Linked DNA regions of Rattus norvegicus: region 1 is linked to region 2. A link is a contact called in public Hi-C data. All regions are on one chromosome and are shown on one strand. Each heading gives the region's core, a stretch centred on a gene start, on an enhancer-like site or on the middle of the called end of the contact. The rest is flanking DNA. Distances are from core to core; before and after follow the strand shown. Region 1 holds the start of Hlf (HLF transcription factor, PAR bZIP family member). Region 2 holds the start of Smim36 (small integral membrane protein 36).

Region 1 (5,572 bases), core at 1,650-4,149, 210 kb before region 2:
CCTCCCTTCCCCCCCATCCCTACCTCCTTCTCTCCTTCTTCCCTCTCCCCCCCCCTCTCCTTCCCTCCCTCCCTTTTCCCCCGTCCCTCCCTCCTCTCCCTACCTCTTCCCCTCCCTCTCCCTCCCTCTCTCTCTCCCTCTCCTTTTATGTTAATGCTAGGCATCCAAGTCTGTATCTTCATTCTTATGACCCAAGTGCTTTTTACATTTGACTTTTTTTTTTTTTTTTTTTGGTTCTTTTTTTTTCGGAGCTGGGGACCGAACCCAGGGCCTTGCGCTTCCTAGGTAAGCGCTCTACCACTGAGCTAAATCCCCAGCCCCCAAGTGCTTTTTAATCCACAGATTAATCTCTTCAGCTCCCACAAGTCCCATCTTTTCTGAAAAAACAAAGGCGTTGAAGGATTTGGGAAGCTCATAAGGGACCATTAACTCCAAGCCCACCTCAGGGGCTTCTCTGAACTCTCCTTCCAATAACAGATGCCCATGTCCGCTCTCTCTGTTCCTGATTTTTGAAGACCAGGCTCCATTTGCTTCTGTGGCAGTCGTTCCATGGTACAGCCATGTCTTATGCGTCCTCTGACCAGCCCCAGCCCAGTCAGTGGCGTGCTGTGGTGCTCACTAAATGCACACAGCATTGACCACAGAGGCTCAGGTGACTCTTGTTTCTGGAATCTGACATCACAAGAGCATCTCAGAATGTCATCTTACCACTCATTTTGCCCAGGTGTCAAGCCGGAGAAAATGAAGGCCCCAAAATCAGCCACCTGAGTGGAAACTTCTGCTCACATAAAGAGCCAGGGTCACTTTGCACGAACTTCCAGTGCCCCTGACCAGGGACCTCAGAGTTTCCTGAATTTTAGATTTCTCCTCCCTTTCTTATCCCTCCATTCTTGGTAGCAAGGTGTGGGAGGGGGACCCCAGTAATATTTGTACCCCAGGGACCCAGTCTATGCTTACGAAGACCTTTATGTCTCATTGAAGAGCGTCTTGCAGACTCTTCCTCAAAGGTCTGAGACAACTCACTATGGGACAGCACTGGCTGGACATGGATAAGACCTTAAGTTCAATCATCAGTACTGCAAAACAAAAAACAAAAACAAACAACAAAACAAAACAAAACAAAACAAAAACCCCGATCACACACGATCCTCCACAGGACAGGGGGACACTTAGTGTTGGATAGAAATGTGCAATTGGGGGCTGGGGATTTAGCTCAGTGGTAGAGCGCTTACCTAGGAAGTGCAAGGCCCTGGGTTCGGTCCCCAGCTCCGGAGAAAAAGAACCAAAAAAAAAAAAAAAAAAAAAAGAAATGTGCAATTGGTGGTGGGGGAGTGTAAGGCGGAAAGAGGATTCTGGAGATACTGTTCGTGGGTCTCAGCTCTCCTGGCAGATGAGGGTAGAACGCCTACATTCCACCGCATCCACTCTGCCTGGGTGTCCTCACCCACACCTTGAGGCCCTCAGCACCAAGGTCAAAAACCAGAGGGAAGTGAAGAAGCCACAAACATCAAGATTCCCCTAACCTTTTAACCAATAGTTTACAAATGTATTTTAATTAGTATTCAGACCTTCTAAGTTGGCCCAATTACAGCCATGCTGGGTCTTGTAAATACTCCTAATATTCATTCAGTGTGTAAGTCTCTCCTGCCATCCTTCTGTTGCATGCAAATGTCTTGTTAATTTCCTGCGACAGCGTGGGAGCCAGTTCACTTCAGCTCAGTCTACAGCTCCTGTCTCCTTTCTACGTTTGCCACGCTGTTTAGAATTCAAGAAAGTTGATATTTTAGGTCGGATATGGAGTGGGGCTAGAAGGAGGTACTAAACTCATCAGGAACTGAGGAGAACTACCCAGAAGTCATTCTCTTTACGTCCATCCAAATAGGAGCCTCCTAAACGCCTCCTCTGGTTGGAGCTACCTGAGGCAGCTTTAAAAACCATTGGTTACCAGGACATCGCCCCAGGGGGTCTAGTTTAAATCCCGGATGCCACTTGGCCATCTTTTTGCTTTTTTTCCTTTTAAATCACCAATTTATTTCCACCTTGAAAACCACTGACAGGAATTTCTCATCGCCCTGCTCACTCTGGGAGGAAAAAAAAGAGCTAGCATGCAAAAGGAGTCAGGGCGAGAGATAGCGGAGTTATTCCCAGCGCAAGGCAGTGAGCGAACTAGGAAATCTGGCACCTGCGCTTTTAGCAGCCCACCAACGCTGCAAGGTCGGGAAAAACAGCGCGTGCGGCGATGCTACACACGCAGCCCTGGAAGGGCGGGGCGGGTGGGAGGGGCCTATCTGGGCCCCGCCCCTGCACGCCTATCGGCGCGCGGTGCGGGCCCTGACGTCACTCTTGTCAGGGCAGCGGCACATGGACTGCCTGATGCGCTGAGCCCGGCGCTGCGGGGCCGCGGAGCGCGGGGAGCAGCGGCCGCGGCGGGGAGGGGGGTGGGGCGGGACCGCACAGCCTCGGGTGCTCGCGCGAGGGTCCGGGGCCCGCGCTTTGCCTTCTGCTCATCTGCAGCCGTCTACGTGTTTTATTCTTTCTTTCCTTTTTCTGCCCCCCTTTGCAAATTTGAACATTTTGCAAGACTGAGTGGTGTTGGAGGCAGGTGAGAAAGAGCATCCTACACAGGGCCGGAGGAGTCCGCGGCGCTCGGTGCGCTTTCTTTCCCTGGACTGTCAGCACTGAGAACCCGAAAGTTTTCTTGTTTATTTTTATTTTATTTTGATATTTGTACGCTGATGTATTTACAAAGACAGAAGTGATTTTTTTTTTCCCTTCCTTGTCTGCACTGTTTTGAAAGCGAGTACTTTTGGTTGGCAAAGGACGGAGGAAAAAAAAGCTCATCAACATTTTGGGGCGGCGATTGGCCTTCTTTTTAAAAGACAATTTGCGTGCATCACGATGGAGAAAATGTCCCGACAGCTCCCCCTGAACCCTACCTTTATCCCGCCTCCCTACGGCGTGCTCAGGTCCCTGCTGGAGAACCCGCTGAAGCTCCCCCTTCATCCTGAAGACGGTGAGCGTTGCCTCGGCAGCTGGGCTCAGGGAAGGGACGACACTCCCAGGGACCCCCTGGTCGGCCGGGCACCAGCATCTCTCTTCCCCTCGCCTCGCTTTAGTGAAATTGGGGGGCTCACCCCCTCTTTCTCCCCAGTGCAAAGAGGATCCCACATTTGAAATAGCGCTGGGAACCTGGCTCGCCCGCCTTTCTAGGTCTGTCCTGCAGCGCAGGTGACAGGTGAACTTGACCGGTCAGGATCGCTGCTTTGAGTGACAGGGTGTGCGCTTCCGCGGAGACCCGTGTGTCTCCGGGACTGGAGAGGAGAAAGGGCGGGAGGTGGCTGGTTGGAGGCGGGGGAGGGGTCCGAGTAAGTGGGGGTTTCTCAGTCGGCAGCCTGAATATTTTCGGATTGTGTTACTGTTTTGTGTTGTGAACTCACGCGGCGCGAGCGGAGAGGCGCTTTCTCCCGCTGGCCTGCAATTCACCAAGCGGGGTGGGGGTGGGGGGGAGTGGTCTGTCGGCGGGAAGCGGTGCACGCCTCCAGCGCTGACACTTTCCCGGTGCTCTCTTCCCGGTGGGAGGGGAGAGCTGAGCAGGCTCACGTGTAACCGCGTGCAGGAGCCTCCTCTGGCTTGAGCCCTTTTCTTGGTAAGTCTCAGACCTTCCCTAGGCAACCGTAGCTTGGAGCTGAGGAGACAGGGGTAGGGGATGGTGGGGAGGGGGTTTTGCATGTGAGACCTGGTTGGGAACGCAGCTGAGGCCGGACGGATTTGTGTTTTGAGCCGGTGTAGTTTCTTGCCTTTGGTGTTATCACAGTGACAAAAGCGAATCATGCTGTTCCTGCATAAAGTCTTGAAAAGATTATTTGGCTGCAAATAGCTTCGGGGTGTTTGCATCATTTTCCCTAGGAGAGAACGCCTGTTGCATTGCAAGAGTTGCTGGTGCTAGATTGCGCGTACAGACCGCCCCCCTCCCCCGCCCCCAATGTCCTCCCGCATTGCTTCTTAAGGAATAGCACTGGGGAGAAGGCTTCTGTGGTCGATGTTTTTAAGTCTGACTCTCTAATGAAACTGCGGAGGATTTGAAGATTCAAATGGGTGGCGTTGGGACTACATTTCTCTAAGGGGGAGAAAAAACAACTCGGAATCAAATTCTGTAATCCCTGATTCCACCCACACCTGAATATTGGCAAAACTGCAGCTCGGTAAAGACCAATCCGGGGGAGCTGTATTTCAAGGCAGGAAATAGCTGCATTCTTCCCCTCATAGTGTAGAACACAGCACCTTTGTATAGTACTGCTTTGTGACGGGATGCATAAATGTATACTTTTCTTTTTTGCAAATTAGGTGATATTTAAATGTTTGGGGAAAAGGAACCCACCTTTTAAAACCGACTTAGTCCTTTCGTATGTGTTCCAGTGGCCTGCTAAGCTAATGGATGAGTTTGAAAGTTCTTCATCTCTACCTACCCCCTCACCCACCCCCCACCCTCCAAACCTCCTCCACAGGCTCCTTCTATGATGGGAGCATCCTTATCTTCCTTGTAAATGGGGATAATTATTGAGCTAATAAATGAAAAGGAATAACGTGGAAACTAGATGCATAGTAATGAGGGAAGGTGGGGGCGGGGACTGCTTACTCAGACTAAGCATGAATACCATGAATACCGGTGTTTCTAAGTCTGAATGACCTCAGGTTCTTGCTGTTGTCACTTTCTGAAAGATAGAATCATCTCAATTTGTCGGTGGTCCCCTTAAAAAGCACATCGGTTGTATATACTCTCCGGTGTTCTTTTCCCAGAATAGATTGCGAGTGACTTGACCCTTCAAATAACACTAAGGCTTGTTCTCTTGTTTTCATTCCAGATCAGTCGGTAGCCCGTCCTACAAACCAGTGTTTTCTTTCCAAAGTAAATAAGGAGATGTTGAAACTCTAGATCCACAAAAGACAGCACCCAGAGGCCTCAGTGCCCCCTAGAAGTAGTTTTGTAACAGATGGCAGGAAGGCTGGTGACAGAATGACCCCCTTTCTTTTCTGTTTTTAAAAACAAAGCTCACCCTTCCCTTTCTTTTTCAGCATTTAGCAAAGACAGAGACAAAGGTAAGAAGCTGGATGATGGTAGCAACAGCCCGACCGTCCCCCAGTCGGCCTTCTTGGGACCCACCTTATGGGACAAAACCCTTCCCTATGACGGAGATACTTTCCAGTTGGAATACATGGACCTGGAGGAGTTTCTGTCAGAAAATGGCATCCCCCCTAGTCCATCGCAGCACGACCACAGCCCTCACCCTCCTGGTTTGCAACCTGCTTCCTCCACTGCTCCTTCAGTCATGGATCTCAGCAGCCGGGCCACGGCACCCCTCCACCCTGGCATCCCGTCTCCGAACTGTATGCAGAACCCCATCAGACCAGGTAAACTCACACCCTTTAGATGTGAGGGGACGGGACGGAAGCGGTGTGTGGGGGGGATTGGCATGAGCAGGAGCTCTTAACACATGTTTCTCGAGAGGAGCCCTCTCTTCCTGTTCTGAATATCCTTCCTCCTTCAGTGAGCATGCGTAGCTCTCACCTGCAG
Region 2 (5,975 bases), core at 181-2,680:
CTTGTGGAAACAGATGAATGAATGAGCAGGAGAAAAAACTTTATTAGTCAACAACAAACAAAGGAGCAAGAGCATAGTGGGCACACTTTGGGGGATTAAAATAAAAAGCTCTAAGATCTCAGGTTGTTTATCAATGATTTGCAATGTTTATATTATATCAAGTCAGCTTTTGAGACTAGCTGGTAAAACTTCCTGTGTCTGTGTATGTATGCATGCATGTATGGGTATGCATGCATGTGTATGTGCATAGATAGCTTCTTCTATTGCTCTCTATTTTATTGTTTGAGACAGGATCTCTCACTGAGACAGAACCTGGAGCTCACTGATTCGGCTAGAGAAGGTGGTCACGTCCCAGGGATCCGCCTGCCTCTGAGGTTGCAGGCCCATGGTACCACCACACCCAACCTTCACATCAGTACACAGATCCTCATGTTCTTGTAGGAAGGGCTTTTCTGAATGAGCTCTCTCCAGTCACCAGAGATGAAACTTTCTGATGAGAGGGTACACACAGAAACAAGGCCGACATTCATGGGAGCAGGACTAAGTGTTAAACATTACCTCAAGTAGTTTTAGTGAAGTGATTCATTGGAAACTGAAATTTTCAGGTGACCTTATCCCTAGACCTGAGGTATGCAGAGGTTGGTCAATCCAGCCTTGGCCACACAGCTTGTATTGGAAGAGAAATTGCGTGTGATAATACCCTGAAGTCTGTGAGTGTGTGAGTCCTCAAAATAATGAAGTTGTACAGACGAGCTAGTTTCATTATTTATTAAACACCCACCCTGTCTTTTAAACCTTATGTGAAGTTCACCCCTACTGGCTTGAAGGTTCCAAAGCATCCTGGCTGAGATCTTGTATTTGGAGAACACAGTTGAAGACCATATGGGGTATCTTACCTTAAACAGTTGTTTTATTCACAAGGAGAGCAGCCAGCCGGGCAGATAGTAAGACAGAGCCTCCGTTTCCTCAGCCAATCAGGACGTGCGCCTGGGAAGGGCAGGAGCCACAACAGGGACAGTTGTTTTCTGCTACATTTGTTGGTCTCTTCTCGGCATCCCTTCTGTAGTCTCACACCACCGTGCTTTTCTTCCCTATCGGAGCAGGATCCTTAAAGTGAAGGCTGGGTCCCCTTGCCCAGTGGGATCCATGAGCACTGTGCTGCGTCACCACCACTCGGATGGAAGGCTGGGCTTTCAGTGTGCTCTCCGGCGCACATTCCTTACTGGGATCTTTGCCTCGGCAGTCATACAGCACGCAGGAGATGAGGAACACCAAGAGCAAGATGACGTAGCTTGCAACAAGGATGATGAGGTTCAAGGTGACAGGGTCGATCTCCAGGTAGAACTCCATCACCTCTCCCGCAGTGGGGAAGTGCGTCTAGAGAAAGGCATTTGGGGTCGGTTTGGGCATCGCAGGGAGTAAATAGAAGGGCTACATGGACTCTGGAATAAAAATACAATAATCTCCACTGCTCCAGGAAACCTCGGGGATTAGAGCTGCTCGGTTTAATAACTTAAGCTCTTTCTGTTAATACCACAGCCACTGACGCTGGAGAGAGGAGTGTGGGAGGGAGATGGAGAGGAAATGGGGAGGAAGACAGAGAGGGGTAGGGGGAGAAGAGGAGGGGAAGGAGGGAGAAGGGGAGAGGGAGAGGAGGGAAGAAGAAAAGGAGGGGAAGGAAGGAGAGAGAGAGAGAGAGAGAGAGAGAGAGAGAGAGAGAGAGAGAGAGCGCGATTGAGCAAAACAGCTGCCAATGAGTGCACAGTTGCAAACCTGGATTACCCCGAAAGCTGTGAAGTATGTAGCATTGCTGGCCTTCGTCTCATGGAAGCTTAATGTTAGTTAGGGAATGATTTGGGCTACCAGGCCTTTGGGATTTGGATCAGCACTTTCTTTTTCAAATCAGGAGGGAAGTACTAGTACCCAATAGGTAGATTCAAACTGTGGTGGTTTGAATAAGAATGGTCCCTGTGTTTGAACACTTGGTCTCCATTTGGTAGAACTGTTTGGGAAGGATTGGGGGAGGGGTGTAGGCTTGTAGGAAGAGGTGAACCACTGTTTTGAAGTTTCAAAAGAGTCAAGATATTCCAAGTGTGCCTCTGTCTACCTCTTGCTTGTGGCTCAGGCTGTGACTTTTACCTGTCCCAGCTGCCATAGTGCTTCCTGGTGCTGACACATCACCATCATGGACTCTGATCCCCGGAAACCGTTAGCTCAATTAAATACCGTGTTTTATAATCTGTCACAGTCATGGTGTTTGCCCCAGCAATGGAAAAGGGATTTAGATAGTCACCATCCTTCATTTTTTTTTTCTTTTCACTCGTCAATCTAAATATCCTTCTCAAGCACCTCCTACGTTTCCTGGGCTTCATGAATGGAATTGCTTCACTGATGCAGTAAAAGGTAAGATAGCTCTGCAGAGAAAACAGATATCAAACAGTTCATCGCACAAAGCGCCATTTTAGGGTGATGGGGGTGGGCTGGAGTCATGGCTCAGCAGGTTAGAGCACTCGTTGCTCTTGAAGAAGAGCTGAGTTCAGTTCCCAACACCCATGCTGAGTTACTCACAATTGCCTGCAATGGAAGCTTAGGGAGATCTAGTGTCTCTGGTTCTGAGCGAGCTTGTAATAGTGTGTGCATTTTCACACACAGGCGTGCGCATGTATACATAATTCAAAATAAAATAAGGCTTAAAATTTAAAAGATGGAGGTTAGGAATAAATTTGTATGTGGATTAGAATAGTTTATCCTTTTATTTATAACCTTTTCCTACTTCACTTGTAGTCCTGCTCCATAGTGCTGAAAGACCCAGCTTCCTTTCCTTATGACTGATATAGATGAGCAAAACTCTGCCTAGGATGCTCGGCTGTTAGCATTTTGAAATTACTTGTACTGGGCTCCTGTAACAGCAAATCTTCATTATTAACCCAACTGGATTTAGAATCACCCAGTTGATTAGTGAAGCACATCTAGGGGTGTGTCTATAAGAACACTTCCAGAAAAGATTAACCTGGGAAGGAGAGCTACATTGACTATGGGTGGCATCACCCGACAGACTCGTGGTCTGGACAGAGGATAAGCAGAAAGGAACCCAATGTTAGCATTTCACCGTTCTCTGCTTCCTGGACCACACCATGAACTTCTCTGCTCTGCTACATCTTCTTTGCCACGATTCACTGAACCCTTCAAATCCACCAGCCAAAACGAGTCCTTCTCTAAGTTGCTTCTGCGAGGCATTTGGGTACTATGATAGGTAGCTAATCACTACCTTCCCACAATTTATTTCCTTTCCTTGGTTTTTGTATGTGTGTATTTTTGGTCACACAGGGCTTCAGTGGCCATTTCCCCAATGATAATGGTGGTCTTTTGATGCTCCTACTTAAAGGCCGATGCATCCAGAGGTTGAGGTCGGCACGTTTCTTTTGCTTTGTTTTGATTTAGCATTATTAAGCTCTAGTAAGCAGCTTTCTGAAGCACCCATTTGTGAAGACTTCTGTCGGAACCCGAGGATTCCACAATGCTCGAGAGTAGTGCTTCTCAACCTCTGGGTCATGACCCCATTGGCCGGATATCAGATATTCTACATATCAGATATTTGCATTGCGATTCACAGACGTAGCAAAAATTACAGTTATGAAGTGGCAACATAAATAATTTTAGGATCGGGGGTCACTACAACATGAGGGTCATAGCATTAGGAAGGGTGAGAACCACTGCTTTAGAGAGTCACTCAATCTTCAGCAGATCTTTTTCCAAATAAAATGTTCTATGACATCGTGGTCCTAGAGTCAGGAAGAGTGCTTCTCGTATGCTGTAGGTTTGGGGACATCCTTCTTGGACTCTGTTGAGCTTCTTATTAACGCAGATGCTTGTATCATACCCAGGTTGATCTGGTGAAGATCTTTGAGATTTGAGTCTTGGAGTGTGCATTAGCAGGAGTCTTCATGGATAATTTTGCTAGATAAGTATTTGGAGTCTTTGTTGAAAGCAAAGTCTATGGCCATATTGCTCTGAATGTGCCCAGTGTCATCTAGTCTTGGAAGCCAACCAGGATTGGTCTGGTTAGAGTTCAGATGAGAGAATAAGAAAGCAGAAGGTGAGGGAACTGCTCAAAGGGACCTTGAACATCAGCCAAGAGATACCCCCAGGATGTGTTCAATACACAGTTCAACAACTGTTCAATAGATTCAGAGAATTAATTTTGTCAAGAGGAAGTCCTTTTCCTGGCAACAATTCCCATTTACCAAGCTCCTAGGAGACAGGTGTTAAAAATAGAGTGCCAATATATTGAGCTCCTGTGGCTCACTGTGGAAGGACCGTGGCTTGGCTTCCTCCTGAAGGCAGATCTTTAGGAAAATCCATTTGCAATCAGGAAGTTTCTTGGTGAATACAGGACTCCAATAAGAGGGATTATTTTGTGTCTGTCAATCACAGGCAATGTCTTAGGCCAAGACCAGGCTTTAAAAGGCCGCAGTCTACACCAGAACCTCATCTTCTTTGCCCACACTGAACTCTAAGAAGTTTCTTAACTTCTGTAGTGAACTTGCACCTCCAAGGCCCTGGTGTCTCCACAGAACAATCTGGGGCACTTTGACACCTTGAAGCAGATACACAAACAATTGTGAAAACTGAGTGTGAAAGAGGACTCCTTATACTAGGGTCCATATTAAATCAAAGTACATATGGCTCCTTTGTTCTTATAAGTGGGGTTGCCCCAGAGGTTCCAGGTTCCTTTAGTGATAACCCCGAGTCATGATGGTTAATATGGCCTAGCTTCTCTTCGTCCATCAATGCAATTGTGCCAACGTTTCTCTTGGTGTCCTATTAATATTTGAATTAAGATTATTGATTACTGCTCTTGGCCTCAGGTTTTTAGTACCACCAGCATAGAGTTTTGTTCCTGTTGTTACTGCCGAGTGACTGCTCTGTCTCTGCTTAAACTTCATTCTATGGCCAGCCTTCCCCTCGTAGGTCTGCTTCTTGTAATGTCCAGGGTGAAATGAAGCCTCTCTCTTTTACCTAATCAATACAAGGATGCCTGCTTGCCTTTCTTCTTCCTTTCTCCTTCCTTCCTTCCTTCCTTCCTTCCTTCCTTCCTTCCTTCCTTCCTTCCTTCCTTCCTTCCTCCCTTCCTTCCTTCCTCCCTTCCCTCCTTCCCTCCTTCCATTGTGGCCACCCTGTCCTATGGGCTTGTCTTCTTTCATTGTCTGAAGCCTTTTCCTATTGTGCCATCTAGTGGTTACTGAGAAAAGAAAAACAACTTGGTCAAGGAAGATGGCTGGCAGAAAAAGGGGTTGTAAATACTAGGAGCAAACCGCTGTTTCCAAACAACCCCTCAGGGTGGTCAGTATGGACTCACTCCTTCATGCACTGCAAATATTAATTGCACACTTACCATGCTGGGAGACGCTTGGGAGCTTTGAGTTACAGTTGTGTAACTGTGGCACACATGCAGTGTTGCAGGCAAAGCTTAGCAGTAAGGGTAAAGCTCAGCCCCACTGTTTGAGACTTAGTCTCAGAATTTAGGAAAACTGAAGCTTAGAGAAGGGGCAGCATTTTATTCTCTGATTCTCTTCTCTTTCTCCTCTTCCTTCTCCCCCACCCCTTTCTCTTTCCCCATCTCTCCCTACTAAACAGGGATCAAATGTCTTTATAGATACTCTATGCCGGGGAGGGAGATATTTAGAACCCCTAAGAGAAATACCCCACAGGTTCTCATTTATATTCACATATATTTGTACTGAAATCCATTTTGACTGCATACCAAGAACATTTCTTGAGAAATGTGCACTCTACAATGTTTTAACACTATTACATTTCAAAAGAACCAGAGTCTGATGTTTAAAATACCAATTTTTTTTGTCATTTTAAATTTTCTGGATGGGAACTTATTCCTGATATTACATAGTTTCTTATGTTCTTGATAAGACACAATGTCCCAAAGTCCAAGGTTAATTTTTAATAGGGCCAGAGGC

Evidence for each region. Hi-C and Micro-C count contacts between places; a contact is called where the count stands out from the background.
Region 1: a contact with region 2 is called in a Hi-C map of kidney, with 5 times the contacts expected there. The contact joins the promoter of Hlf here to the promoter of Smim36 in region 2. A contact is called at or near these places in 4 of 12 Hi-C or Micro-C datasets (Schwann cells, frontal cortex, kidney and 1 more).

Annotation. Positions count from the first base shown.
Region 1 is chr10:75,705,747-75,711,318 of GRCr8, reverse strand. Hlf (HLF transcription factor, PAR bZIP family member) reads left to right here and starts at 2,899. Exons shown (of 4, transcript NM_001100764.1): 1 at 2,899-3,013; 2 at 5,074-5,409. The coding sequence starts at 2,899. LOC134480636 (a long non-coding RNA gene) reads right to left here and starts at 624. Exons shown (of 2, transcript XR_010055278.1): 1 at 442-624.
Region 2 is chr10:75,498,348-75,504,322 of GRCr8, reverse strand. Smim36 (small integral membrane protein 36) reads right to left here and starts at 1,430. Exons shown (of 1, transcript XM_063270006.1): 1 at 903-1,430. The coding sequence starts at 1,350. The coding sequence ends at 1,069.